Linked DNA regions of Mus musculus: region 1 is linked to region 2. A link is a contact called in public Hi-C data. All regions are on one chromosome and are shown on one strand. Each heading gives the region's core, a stretch centred on a gene start, on an enhancer-like site or on the middle of the called end of the contact. The rest is flanking DNA. Distances are from core to core; before and after follow the strand shown. Region 1 overlaps Gm32098 (a long non-coding RNA gene). Region 2 has its middle 13 kb from the start of Gm39149.

Region 1 (6,895 bases), core at 2,086-4,585, 90 kb after region 2:
TGGACTTTATCCATGAACTCGGGAAACTAATATGAAAACTTGTGTGTGTGTATGTGTGTGTGTGTGTGTGTGTGTGTGTGTGTGCGCACATGCTCATAGTCCCAAGCTTCAGTGGGTGCACGCATGCGCTTCCTGGAGAGTGTTCAGCAAATAAGAACGAGATTTCATGGACGGTGGACTAGCAACCATTGTTTTATTTGCTCACACTGGGATCAAAACAGAAGTCTACACACAGAAGAGATGGCAGCAAGCATAGCCCTGATGAAGTGTTTTGAAATTCGTATGCAAAGTAGTCTCAGAGTCCCATGTTCATAGTTTTCTGTATCCCAGGTCTGGAAGACAGAGTTGGATGTGTGTGGGATCATGGGGCCTAGTGACTGGGGTCTGCCACTGACCATACTTGATTGTATCAAACTGAAGAAAGGTGATTTATGGATAGTCCCACTCTGACGATGCCCAGTGTGTTACTACTCAAGTCCCTTATGAACACGGCATAGTATCGAACACATTCCTCTGTAAACCATCTCTCCCTTAATTATAGTACCCCATGTGTAAATACTATGTAAGTAGTTTTTTATGCTGAACAACTTAGAGAATGATAGCAAGGTGAAAAGTCTAGCCACACCCCACACAGGCACAACCATCAAAGGTCTAGCGATATGTTTGATCCAAGATTTGTCAAATCCTTGAACGGCTGAAGCCATCTGTGTATGGTGCATAGGTGTCAATGGGCATAGTGGTTTTCTCAGGAAGCAAAACTTTTTCAAGTGCCTGCATCTCTACTACATGTCATCTTTCTCCCCACTAGACTTTCCAGTGATTGAGCTAAGGGAAGCATTCACCCACCAGCACACTGACACCGAAGACTGTGGAGTCCGTCAAACTATGATGTCCTCCTATAAAGGATGAGACCTGCCAAAAAACAAAACAAACAAACAAACAAAAAAGCAGAAATAGCTCCTAGACAGTAAAACCAGGATAGAAGGACAAGGCCGGCTTTCTAGATGGTCCTACAAGAAACACAATAGACTGGGGCCCTGTTTGTAACTGATAAGAAAAGTGACTCTCCTAGGATATACTTGTTTATTCAATAAGTATTCTTGATCATTGGTGAGCTCCACTCACTGGAAGAGCTGAGTCCCCTCCCTGGACTTGGACAGTCACAGCACTAAGCACAAAGGAGTTATGAACCTGTTTGCTGCCAGGGGTCCCACTACACAGATAAGGCAAAGCAAGTCTCTACTGTGCGGTAAGTTAAGGCCATCAGACATTGTCCATCTTCCTGGCACACTGGGTCTCCTGGTGATGGTTCCACTTAGGATTCTTTTGCTTTTGCATGATGTGAAAGTGATAACATTAAGTGGAAGGTGTATTCTGTTTTTTTGGGTATTTTTCCAAGCTACAGTGTTCAGTGAGATCCACGCTGGGTGGCTGCATATAGTGTAGCTCAGGGCAACCCTGTGATCATGGGGAACATTATGTATACTCTATACTCTACTGTACGGCTGCTCAGCTGGAATGGTTGGCAACTTAGGAGTTTCCAACCCATTTTTAATGTCTGATATTTCAATGGACATAGGGACCAACGTAAGTCAGAAATTGACTTTGTTCAAAGATAGATAAAATGTGGTATAAAAGGTGAGTGCCCATTATCTTAAAACTATTTGGAGAGGTTGGTAGTTGTTGCTTTTAAGTTCAAGAAGAAAGTATGGAGTTATAAAAGTATGTATATACCTGTTTGTGTACATGTGTGTATGTATGTATACATGTATGTGTATACATGTGTGCATGTGTGTGTGTGTGTTGCCCCTTTGCTCCCCATCACATGGGAACATGAGATTTCTAGGCAGAGATTTTGATCGAAGTGCTGGTCACCAATGAGTGGTTGCCAAAAAAGGCACTACTCACTTTTGCTAGACCTGCCTTGGTATAGCTCTAAATCTCCAAAGACTGTGAAGGTGACTTTAAGAGGTCAGACAAGGGCACAGGACAGATAGACAGAAAAACAGTTGACCTTAACAGCCTTTCTCCTGGCTCCCCTCCGCTAGAGAGTTCTGCCTCTGGGTCTCAGTGATGTGGGATTCCTGCAGAGAGGGAAAGCAGAGGAGGGAGGCAAATATGGGGAGCCCAGATAGTTCCCTGCTGCACAGGCAGTCACCAGGAGAGTGACAGCAGAGACAGATGAGCCCCAGCAGCTAGGGCCTGCTCTTACACAAAATTCCTTCATCAGCAACTCCCTGCAACCATCCGTTAATCTTCTGGTGAAGGTACATTTGTGTATTGCCTTCCCAGGTAACCTAATCTACCATCTCCTTTATGCATATGTGTGTCTGAGGTATTTTTTTAAGGGATGGCACCAGGGGTGGGGTACTCACCAAGAACCAATCTGCCCAACTGTGCATTGCTGCAGGATTTAAACCCAGAGACTGCATCAGAAAGACAACAACAGCATTGGCCAACCTGTACTCCCCGCTCCCTACCTATGGAAAAGTAGATCCTCAAATGGCCTAAAAATGATAGACAGATGGATAGATAGATAAAGTCTATTATTAGAAGTAATGTGTAACTAATTAAGACAAGCAGTTTTTCTACATCTGTGTGAGTTCTAAGATAACTTACCAAAAATCATTTTAGTTGCAGCAGAAATAGAACCAGAGAAACTGAGGTGAAAGACATCAATCTATTTATACTCTACCTCCAAATACAGCCCAGGGGATAGATGCATGTATGCATACATACATTCATGTGTATGCACACACACGCACACACACACACACACACATATCCCTGACTTAGAGCATTTGGAAGAGGTCTGATCCTTTTAATTCATTTCTTTAAAAAAACAAAAACTATTTGGTGATAATATTGTCTAATTTTGAAAACCTCTTTCTGCTCCCAGCCTACAAAGACAGATTTTTGAGCATGACTGAGACAGGCATATTGGCAAAAACATGAACACAGCGCACATGCACACAAACACAGACCTCCGCGCTCCCACTCAGCCGCCCACCCATCCTCACGTGTTCCATGTGCCCAAACAGAAACACAAAGACACAAACATTCTGACATCACTGGGAAGCCGGGCTGTGCTTCCTGCAGAGTTAACGGCTGTCTTCCCTGTGTTTCTGACGTTGGAAGTTTCCAGCCGCATTAAAACAATCTGTGCTCCTCTGGGCACAGGAAGCATTTCTGTAGACACTCGGTCTGACCAAGCTGGAAGCAAGTGTGGACGAGGACAGAGGACTCTGGGATGGGAAGAGTAGAGTGTACTCTTTGCCTGCCTCTTGTAGCCCAACTTCCCTTGCAGAACAAGCCTGGCCTGAGCCAACTCCTCCCCTTCTGGTCTGCTGGCTAACTACCAGGAGGTGTTGAGTAGTTCAGCACTGTGTTACAATCCATCTTCTCCTTCTCGCCGTGGTTTTTTGCCTCATAGCTGGTAAGAGGGCTCCCTACTTTGGGTGGATCCTATTGACTCTTGACTTGGACATGCAATCTGCTTTGATCTAGATTGGACAATTTGTTTCCACTTGTGATTTTTGTACTTTAGTCCACTGGTCCCAGGAGGAGACCCACAAAACCCGAAGTTGGGTCAGCTTACCCACAGCCCAAACCATCTGATTGATCTGCAAGGCAGTGAGAAGGGATGGTTGCTCTTTTCACTCATTATGGGTACTTGCTGTGGTACAGCACTTTGAGGACAATGGCTAACAGACTCAAGGACCCTCAGCCATCTCTTAAGACATACAACACAGGATTTTACCTTCCTATAGATGAGACAGCTTCAAAGAGTTCATTTTCCAGAAGTCTCGCAGTGGGGAAAAGAACAGTAGCAAGCAGACCCTGGATACCCAGAGAGAGAAGGGCCTGTGGTAAGGAAATCTTTCTTTCATACTTCTAGCTTCAATACTTCATACATGACTCACAGAGAGCCAGAATCTAGTTGTGTGACGTATCCCATCCCCCACGCATTCAGGGGCTTGGATTTTGTGTGTGTATACAGTGGACCCTGGTATATCTTCCTCCACATAGAGGACCCTAAATGCCTGTGTGTCCTTTGACTAGAAACTCTTGCCAATGGGTCCTATTGCACCAAGGCCACACCTGCCTGCCCCTCAACGTGACCCACCTAAGGGTTGAGACAGGGCAGAACCAAAAAGACAAAGGAGCTCAAGTCACAACCCCCAGTTTTTACTTGCTGTGAGTCCCCTGGCCAGTCCCTGCTCTGGTTTGTGTGGGGTTGCAATTAAGATTTCAAAATGATTTTATTGTAGAAGACCAGAGTGGGCACTCTACAACAGAGACAGGATTCCCAGGAAAGCAGACCAGAAGGTCCCTTCTACCTACATCTGATGAGCTAGAGAGCCTTTGATTGGAGGGGAAGGCACACAGGTAAGGGCGGGAGGCAATCTTCAGAGAAACCCAGGGCAGCTCTTCAGGACACCAGGGCTCCTAAGGTTATGCCTGGGTTCAATGTCTCAGTATTTTCAGCTCAGCTTCCACATATAAAAGGTCAAGGGGAAACCCATGCCAGGGATACCACACACCCCAAAAGCTCTCTCCTTCCTATTTTTTAAAGAGTAACAAAAATGGTCTCAAAAGAAAGGCAAGAGAGGAGTAAGGTGTGTAAGGGCAAGACAGACAGAGACCAATATGGGAGGAGATGAGCAGACGAAAGACGTGTCACTCAAACAAGACAATCACAGCTGGAGAAACCAGACTCTGCCACAGGAGGAGGAGACGGAAATGGCATGGGGTCCCTCAGAAGGGCTGTGATCTCACAACCATATAAACTGGATGCTTGAGACCCCTAACAAGCTAACACTTGAAGTCTCCAGTGTGGCTGTGTTAAGAGATGGTGTCTCTACAGAAGTAATTAAAGAAAAATGAGATTGTGAGAGTGAAGGCTGGTGTGAACATATTCGACGTCTCCTCAGAGACACCAGAGTGCTCTCTCGCTCTCCTATGTGGGTACACAACGATAAGGTAGCTGGAAGATGTCCCTCAAGAAAACAGATTTTTCCAGAGCCTTGCTCTTGTGCATCCAGGTTCCAAAACTATTAAGAAATTAATTTCTGTTAAATCGATGGCATCTTTGCCTTTTCTTTAAACCATCTCAAGACCTGGCTCCAAAGCATCTTGTGCCCTCTCTCTCTCTCCCTCCCTCCCTCTCTCTCTCTCTCTCTCTCTCTCTCTCTCTCTCTCTCTCTCTCTCTCTCTGTGTGTGTGTGTGTGTGTGTGTGTGTGTGTTTAAATGGAGTTACCCTAGTGCAGCCTATATAGCAAGCCAACTGGAGGAAGCTTCTTGAACAGTACCCACTTGGTTTCTCTCTGCTCCTCTCAGAAGCCACAGTGTCAGGTGTGGGATACTGCCCCTCAAGTCATTTGTCAGGGGCAACCCTGAGACCCGCCACAACAATACAGGCCATTTCCACTTTACTTTGTCACCTACCAGAACTTGATGGTAAGAGCCTCTTGCTGAAGTCACCACAGGCTTTGGTCACAGGACGTGAATGAGGAAACCAAGTTGGTACTGTGCAGAAAGCCCTTCTATCTCTTGGCTAGCTTTCATAGCACTAGAGGGTTCTATGCAGTCTGCTGATGGAAAAAGGGGCTCACCTCTTATCTGCTTATGAACCCTGTGAAGTAAAACAATAACGGGAATTTCCATAGAGTAGTAGCATGGATTTTATGGGTGTAACCAACCACTTTCTGGTTGAATTTAAGGCTTTATCCACCAAAAGAGATGCATACCTGGTATGGTACATCTGGCCAAGGACACATAATTGGGGGTCTCATAGGTCCCATGGGTAGACTCATAGCATCAGTCTGTTATTCTACTAAGTGGACATAGCATTAGACTGCCCTTGAAATTTGTGACTATACCAATAGGTTACTTTCGAGATCAGAGAAGTTTCCTTATGAAGTGGACAGTGGTCAACACAGAAACTTACAGCTGACCCAATTGCAGGGACTCCGTGAGTATGAGGATCAGTGTGGTGAACTCAGTCTGTATCACCCCCATAGATCCTGAAACAGAGCCTGTATCAAGGCTCTGGAGCCAGTTCAAAAGAGGAGTGGAAACGTGCAGAAGCCACGGGGTGGAGAACACTAGAAAGAGAGTTTTAGACCCAATACAACGTCTGCACTCATGAACTCAGGGCTGTTGTGGTTGCCTACACAAAGTCAAGCTAGTCAACATCCGAGCACAGAGGTAGGAAGGAGGGGTCTGTGAGGCCCCACCCAAAGCAGGTATTAACACTTGATGGCTTCTAGGAGAAGGAGAGCCAGTTTTCTTTCAGAGTGAGGCCCTGGTGGCTAGCCATGCTCCAGTGAATGGAAGACAGGAAGTCAGGAGAGGATAAGGGCCTGAGAAGGTGTATCTGGGAGGAGCTAGAGGAGGGCATGGGAAGATGATCAAAGAATATTGTATGGAATTGTCAAAGAATTAACAAAAATGATGTATTAAAAAATAACTGGTTCCTTCAGACATTTGAGTATCTTACATTGATGGGCCTTGAAGATCTCCTTCAGGTCCCCCAAGAACTACTTAGGGTGGCATTTCCCAACCTGTGGTTTGAGACCCTTTGGGGTCAGACAACCCTTCCACAGAGGTCTTATATCAGATACCCTGCATATCAGATATTTACATTGTTCATAACAATAGCAAAATGACAGTTACGAAGAAGCAAGGAAATAATTTTATGGTTGAAGGTCACAGAAATGTGAGGAACTGTAATAAAGGGTCGCAGCCTTAGGGACTTTCAGAAATGACAAGATTTTCTTTTTCCAGTTTTGGATGACATAGGCAGAGGAAGCCACTGAGAGTCAGGATGGGGTCTCTGTAGGAGAACAGAGGGCTTGTTGTGAGAAGATTGCAACCAGTCAGAAGATCAGG
Region 2 (7,256 bases), core at 873-3,372:
ACTCTGCCATTGGCTAGCTATGGTCATGTGATTTTGCTCTTGAAGCCCCACTCAGTTTTGGCATTTATAAAGCAAAACTAGTAATAGTGGACTGGAGAGATGGCTCAGTGATTAAGAGCACTGACTTCTATTCCAGAGGTCCTGAGTTCAAATCCCAAAAACCACATGGTAGCTCACAACCATCCATAATGGGATCCGATGCCCTCTTCTTATATGTCTGAAGACAGCTACCATGTACTCATACACATAAAATAAATAAATAATTCCTTTTAAAAACTAGTAATAGTTATTTTGATGTTAATGTAAGTTATTATCATCTGATATTATCATTTAAATCCAAACAGAAAAGCCAGATATGGTAACTCACTCCTGCAGTCCCAGTTGTTCGGGGCAATTCAGAGAGGCAGAGCTCAAGGTCTTGGCTCTCCTGGGGTATTTGGCAAATTCAGGCTCAGGAAAACTAACAAATTCAGAGAACCTAATCCATAGTGGATCTCAGTAAGGCCTACTGAAGCATGGAGGACTTTATAAGGGACCAGATCCATCCTAACATTTCTTCACTCATTTACCCTCCACAGAAACCAATGAGTAGGTAATTTAAATGATAATAAGCACAAATAATATGTATAGCATGAATACAAACGATCTACAAACATTGCATAAAAGACAAAAAATTAAAGCCTCAGGATGCTAATTGCCTACTTCAGCCCCCTCAGCCAGTAAGTCCTGAGTCTGGATTCCTCTACCATCGTTTTGTCAGAAGCTTCCCTTTGGGCCATAGCAACTGGTAACACAAGTTTCCTGAGAGTATCGAACTCTGTTTAGTCCAATCAGATGATGTGTGGTATACATCCCCACTCTTCTTTTCCCTGGATAAAATGTAAAACATCCCCATATTACGCTGTGATCCAGGCTCAGGAAAGGAAACCCTGAGTGAAGAAAAGGCCAACTATCAGCTTTGAGAAGCTGGCAAGTTTTAGGGAAATGGAGAATCCAGTGAAGCCCACCAATGATTGCAGGTCCGAGGATGGAGAGGAAATCCCATCACTCTGAGCAGCATGGGCTCACTGGCTTACACAGTCTTTGGCCCAGAGTTTTAAGCTAGAGTTAAGTAGAGCTAGAGGCCAACTCAGGTAGGATGGACTGCTATGGACATTTCTCTTGGGTAAAAGTTTGGACCAGTGACCCAAACAAGAAGTATTGCTTCCTTGGGTGAGAGATCAGGGAATTCTCCAATAGCTTGTCCTCACTGGAGTGTAGTGAAGCCAAGAGCAACAACAGCACCCTCTTCTCCTCCTAGTTGTGGATATTATGGGATGACTTGGCCGGCTCTAGTAAACTCTGATCTGTTTCTATTATCTCATGCTTCTCTCTCAGCAGCCTACAGCTTTTGAACAGGAGAAAGTAGGTCTATTCATGACTCTCTCCTAAGAGCTAAGCACTGAGTGTTAGACTGGGCCCCATCATAGAGGCTGGGAGCAGAGTCTGTTGGAAGTGAAGACCAAGGGTCATGAAGCATCAAGCATGAGCCAGAACAAGTGAGATATACAGGGATTTCCTTCTCTGGCAACTTCCGTGTCACTAGCTTTCAAAGCATAGATATTCAGTACTCACAGCCTGATGTCTTTAAGCTCCAATTAAAGGCCTTGTCTCTGGGCTCTGCTGTGTCCTGGAAGAAATGTCACCAGACATCTAGAGAGCCAGGCCTGGCCCCTGCAGGGACCACCCAGTCCTGAAATGCCTTCCTCTTCCAGACAGAGCCAAAGCTGACCTGAGAGCTGAGTGTAGCTGTGGCTGTTGCTTAAAAGCTTTCCCTCATGCAATAACCTCTCATTATATTTTAATGTTGTTGTAACTTTATGGCTTAATCAGTATTTGCAATTTGTTAGTAGCCTGGGCGGCCATAAAATTGTTTTTCAGGTACTGAAACATCCCATCAAGGTTTGTAAAGCAGTGGTTCTTAGTTTATCACATCCATAAAATGCCCTGGCAATTTGACAGATATAATAACTTTTTTTATCAAGTGTCTAATTTGAGAGGAAATTAAGCCATATGTTACATGTGGCTCATGCTGGGCTTGGGAGCTGTTCAGCTGCCCAATCTCCTGGGGATGCCCCTCTCCTCGCCCATCTGTTCCCCTGAGCCAAGGGCCAGAGTCCTTTCTGCCCCGTGTATAAGAGCACTGTCACCTCCACAGACTGTCAGTGTCCTGTGTGGGTGCTGCTGAGGGGATGGCTTTGCACATCTATCTATCCTGAGACCCTCGCAGTAGCTGAGAAATCAGACCCCAGTGGAACAGTCAACCTACTACTTCTGCCTGTGACTCTTCCTGCCAGTGGGTGCCACCTAGGCCCTGCTCCCTAGGGGGCCCATGTAGGGAAGTAGTGAAGATAATTCTCTGCCCTTCACTTAACTCCATCTCCACTCTGCCCATCCATTTAATATCTCCTGCTATCCTCCACATTTTTCCAAGTCACAGGAAGAGAATAATTCTATCATGAAGAATCTCTTCATGATGATATGAGTATTCCCCCCTCCACACACACACACACACACACAATTTTCAAACATTTGTTTCTCTTGTCATGAGGAAATGTTGAGCTGAAGAACAATTGCAGTTGAGGATTATTGTCTTGGTTAGGGTTTTAGTGCTGCAAAGAGACACCGTGATCAAGGCAACTCTTATACATAATTTTTTTTAACTGGGTCTGGCTTATAGTTTCAGAGGTTCAGTCCATTATTATATGGCAGGAAGCAAGGCAGTATCCGGGTGGACACAGTGATGGAGCAGCCAAAAATTCTACATCTTGATCCAAAGGCAGCCAGGTAGGAGGGTCTTTTGCAGACAGCCAGTAGGAAGGTCCATTTCACACCAGGAAGGACTTGAGCATAATATCTCAAACCCCACCCCCACAGTGATGGACTTCTTCTAACAAGGCCACATCTCCTAATAGTGCCACTTCCCATGGGCCAAGCATATTCAAACCAACACAATTGTTATGTGTTTCCATACTTCCCTACTCCATCCAATCTCAAGTTATGGCTGTCCCATAAATGCCCATAACTAACCTCTTATGTCTAGAATTGGGTTAAGCTAATTCCTCCAGCTCAACTATGCACCACGTGAATGCAACTAGTGGAAAGTTGGTCACATTTGGCTTCTCAATAACTAACTTCCTCTCACTGGAACACTAGCCTTGGATAATCATGCTAGAAAATGGGACCTGGAACATTTATAACATCATTGCTACCACATGCTCAACATTTACTAGACAATCAACTACTATCATGTGGCATTCAGCATCTTAAATGTTCAGAGACAACAAGGGTAGGGTCTTTATCTCTCTGAAGAAACTGACCAGAAGAGCAAACTTTAGGACTATGACATTGCCATGAAAGAAGAGAAGAGGACCACACGTCAGACTGACCTGGGCAAGACACAATAGAGTTAACCCTTGGTGCAGGGGACAGATGGTGGGAGGGGCAAAAGTTTTTATATAGGAGGACCTGTCAGTCTTTGTATGGAAAACTCAGAGTAGGAGAAAATAGAACAAATAAAGTTTCAGTAAGCATGAATATGGTTCAAAGCTCTATGAGATACCTTGGCCAAGAGATACCTAGAAAGATGAACAAAGGCCAACCTCATGGTTATCTGGTCCCTGGTTAAGAAGACCAGGGTGCAAATTGTAGGTGACTGTCAAGAAAATGAGAGTTATGAGGTCACAATAGAAGTTTTGGTCTCAGTGACTTCAAAGTAGTAGACTATGATGGACACAGAGAGAACCAAGCTGTAGAGGACACTAGGCACATTTCTGCTGTTTAGAAGTCAATCCATTCCCTGTCCATCTTCCTCTTAGCACCCTGCTATCCCTCTGGAGTGAAACTACAATTTGTTGGTTTTGGAAGGAGAAGGTTGACGTTCTTCTCTGTTGCCGCTCTGCACAGATTCTTGACCTCATCTTTGGAATGCTAGAAACCGGCTCAGGCAAGCAAGAGACAATTTGGTACTTCCTCAGAAGGACTGAATGTGAGAGGACCACTGCATAACACACTATTTCCCAAGAAGGGTGACAACAGTATTTCCAATTGCCACATGCTTTCTAGAACCCTGCCACTTGATATCCTAACACAAGGCCAATAGTAACTGTGCATCGATGCAAAGCCCTTCTCATGGGGACTCTCTGAGTTCTGTCACTAATGGGGCTTATTTATCCTCAGAGCACCTCTGTGAGGCATTTACTGAAAAGGGGTAACCTGACTCACATAAACAATGTCAACATCAACATGAAGCCAGACTACCCTGTAACTCCAAAGCTCTGGATCAGGTGGAATAGAAGTCACCCATTGAAGTATAGGACAAGCATTCATGCTATGGTGGCATGACTCATACTCTCTCTGAATGTCCCTTCAGCTTGCTTGGACCTGTCGATGCTGTGGTGAGTCTGTGGTTATGGGGAATTAAGAAGTAAATCTACCAGACTGAGGTTAGGACATAATAACAGCTCCTTGGCTAGTCAGCCATTTCCTTTTATGCCAACAGGCACCAAATGGCCATTTGGGAAAACCCAGAGACATAGTCCACACATGTAATGGGTTACCAGCCTGGCCAACTCAGCTTTGAAACAGATTCCCACAATGAGCAATTGCAAATCGATAGAAAGAAAATCGCCTTTTGCCAGCCTCACACAGAGCCCCGGGAGAGCCAGGGCAGCATCTGTCATAAAAAGCCTTCTCCTGGCCAGAATGGGCTGGCTCAGAAGCTGCAAGTGAAAACAGAAGTTGAATAAGAGCTGTGTACTGTATTTGTTTAAATTTCATCCAGCAAATGCCTGTGACGCAGGAGACAGGTTTATGGAGAGAGAAATAAAATGCTGACAAATGGCCCTGTAATCAACTGGAACATGCAATAAATCATTAGAATGCCAATAACACTTCCAGGACAAGCTTACAAAGGTCATTACTGTGTCACAATACATCTTCCAGCACCAAACAAAGCAAACAGAACATGTTGGGAATGGGATTATGGGGGAAGCATCTGTCAGTCCTAATTAAGAATTAACTACAGATCGTATCTTGGGAGATGTATAATTTATTTTCCCTCTTCTTCCTCCCAACACACTCACAAGAAAAAAAAGAAAGAAAAATAAATCAATAAAAAATTTAACTCGTTCTAGAGCAGAGAAGATGTCAAACAAGAACACACTGAGCAGAGGCAGATGTGAGCTGAGATCTAGGAGAGTTAAACACGGGGCTAGCAGAGAGGCAAGGGCAGGCAGAGAAGGCTGGAGAGGCAGCCTGGGCTCCCGGAAACTGAGGCTTTCCCAATGCCCAACCCAAGCCATTCAGTGTTACACCGTGAAGAATGGCGGGGTTCTTTAATACTTCAGCAGCTAAGTAAGTTTCACTAGCTGAAAAGAGGCAACCAGAAGGTTAGAAGTTAAAACAAGGTGGCATCAAGTCCTTCTTGTCTGAATGTTCTGCGAAGACTGAGTTTGCCCGCGAGCACTAAACGCTCAATTCAGGGTGACTTAAAGAAGTGTTTATTTTCTCACATAACCGAAGTCAACTGATGGAGGTGCAGGCTCTGTCTGTTCTCAAAATGTCTGCCTTAGAATTATTTAGCTTTGGCTTTTTGTTCCCTCTTTTTCCTCCCATCCCCCCTGACAACACGGTCACAGGTGGCCCTTGCAGCTCCAGGTATCCTGTCCATGTTCCAGGAAAGAACGGAGTGGCAGGAAGTCTTTGAATTTCATAGTCCCTGCATTAGGAAAATCACTTTGCCCAAAGGCCCCAACAACCTTAAGCATCGTGTTTCAAGTGCCACCCCCCAATAAAATGCCTGAGAGAAGAGGATCAATCATCGTCTGATTTATGTTCGGGGTTCTGATCGTGAGGAGACTGTGTTATCAAGTAATGGGACTTGCCATGCAAGGAGTGTGGGCTAGGGGACAAACATGAACTTCCTGGGGTCCCCAGGAAGGTTCTTCTTTGTCCAAGGAGGAAGGCACTGGCCAACGACCCTTGGGAGGGTGGGGGGGGAGGCGCCTGCGCAGTAAGCACCAAGTGTGAGCTGCCACCAAAGCCCATTGTCCTCACCTCTTGCTCTGCTCTTTTATAAAGACAGTAAAGTTCCTGGTCTTTGTTCAGTCTTAAAGTAGTCGTGGGTATTCAGGGAAAAATCAGGTAGAGCATCTAAGAAGCCATCACAGGACAGATGCAAAGACGCCCACCCTTTTCCAAGAGGCTGCTGTCCACGATGACTTCAGAGAAGGCCCTTGGCTGTCTTTTATTCTTTATCCACAATTTGCCATCCTCCACCCAGATTATCTGTTCCTCTGTCTGTGCACATGTGTGTATATGTGTGCGTGTGCATGTGTGCGCGTGTGTGTTTATTTCTAATTACTCCTCCCCCGCAGCCACACACACACACACACACACACACACACACACACACACCCGTGAGCCAGGCTGATTTTACTGTGCAGGCGCATTTCCCTGGGGCTTATTCAGGGAGGTTCCCACAGGCTGCCTGCTTTTTATGTCCTGATGGTTGCTTTTAGCCTCATTGCTGGCATTGCTTTTGCAGCCGCGCTCGCTCGCTCTCTCTCTCACTCTTTCTGCCTTCCCTTCTCAGGTCTGTTTTCTGCTGGAGTTGCATTTCTCCCTTTATTTTATTTTATTTTATTTTATTTTTTTCTGCTGACAGAGACAAGAGCTCGTCCTAGTTCCCCACTTCAGGATTTGTTGCAAACTTCAAGGTACAGGTTTACGGCTGCCCGTGTCCCGGTTATAGCACAGCTCTTATGGGTCCTAATAAACCCAGCTGCTCTGGGGGCCTCTTAAATTCCGGCAGAAAGACGGAGAAAAAGCACTGCTCAGTCCCGTGCCATTCGGGACACCTCATCCTTCAAGGATGGCGATAATGTTTCATTCTTGGGGGGAACCGAATGCCCATAACTCTTGGATGCTGCCCAGGAACAAAAGGTGGAAGGCAAGGCCTCCTCGTCTGCCAGGTGTCTAGCAGAAGACTAGAACTCCCACAAGGACACTGTTGTCCCTAACCTCTGAGGGTGGCCTGCGAACACCTTCAACACCACATCTTCAATCTCTACCAAAGCTGTTCACAAAACACTTCCCCTTACTTTTGTGAGGAGATCCATATTAACAAGCCAGGTGGCATTGTTTTCCACATGAGACCGTTAGTTTTTTATTGTCGCAAACTGGCACAAGCTAGAGTCACCTTAGTTGAGGGGTTG

What was found. A called contact is a pair of places that touch in the nucleus more often than the background predicts.
Region 1: a Hi-C map of cerebellar granule neurons shows a contact between it and region 2, with 2.3 times the contacts expected there. The contact joins two enhancer-like sites. A contact is called at or near these places in 1 of 39 promoter capture datasets (the 3T3-L1 cell line), 3 of 484 Hi-C or Micro-C datasets (brain, cerebellar granule neurons and granulocyte-monocyte progenitors) and 1 of 115 datasets of contacts at active chromatin or transcription factors (embryonic stem cells).

What each region holds. Positions count from the first base shown.
Region 1 is chr8:26,677,971-26,684,865 of GRCm38.p6, forward strand. All of the region lies in intron 2 of Gm32098 (a long non-coding RNA gene), which reads right to left. Among named protein-coding and RNA genes, the nearest start is that of Gm32098, 17 kb to the right of the region's middle. Within about 2 kb of position 3,336, at least 14 of the 459 cell types and tissues checked have an H3K27ac peak or open chromatin away from gene starts, as enhancers often do. A contact at or near this core is called in cerebellar granule neurons, where this site is marked.
Region 2 is chr8:26,589,324-26,596,579 of GRCm38.p6, forward strand. No RefSeq gene overlaps it. Among named protein-coding and RNA genes, the nearest start is that of Gm39149, 13 kb to the left of the region's middle. Within about 2 kb of position 2,123, at least 6 of the 459 cell types and tissues checked have an H3K27ac peak or open chromatin away from gene starts, as enhancers often do. A contact at or near this core is called in cerebellar granule neurons, where this site is marked.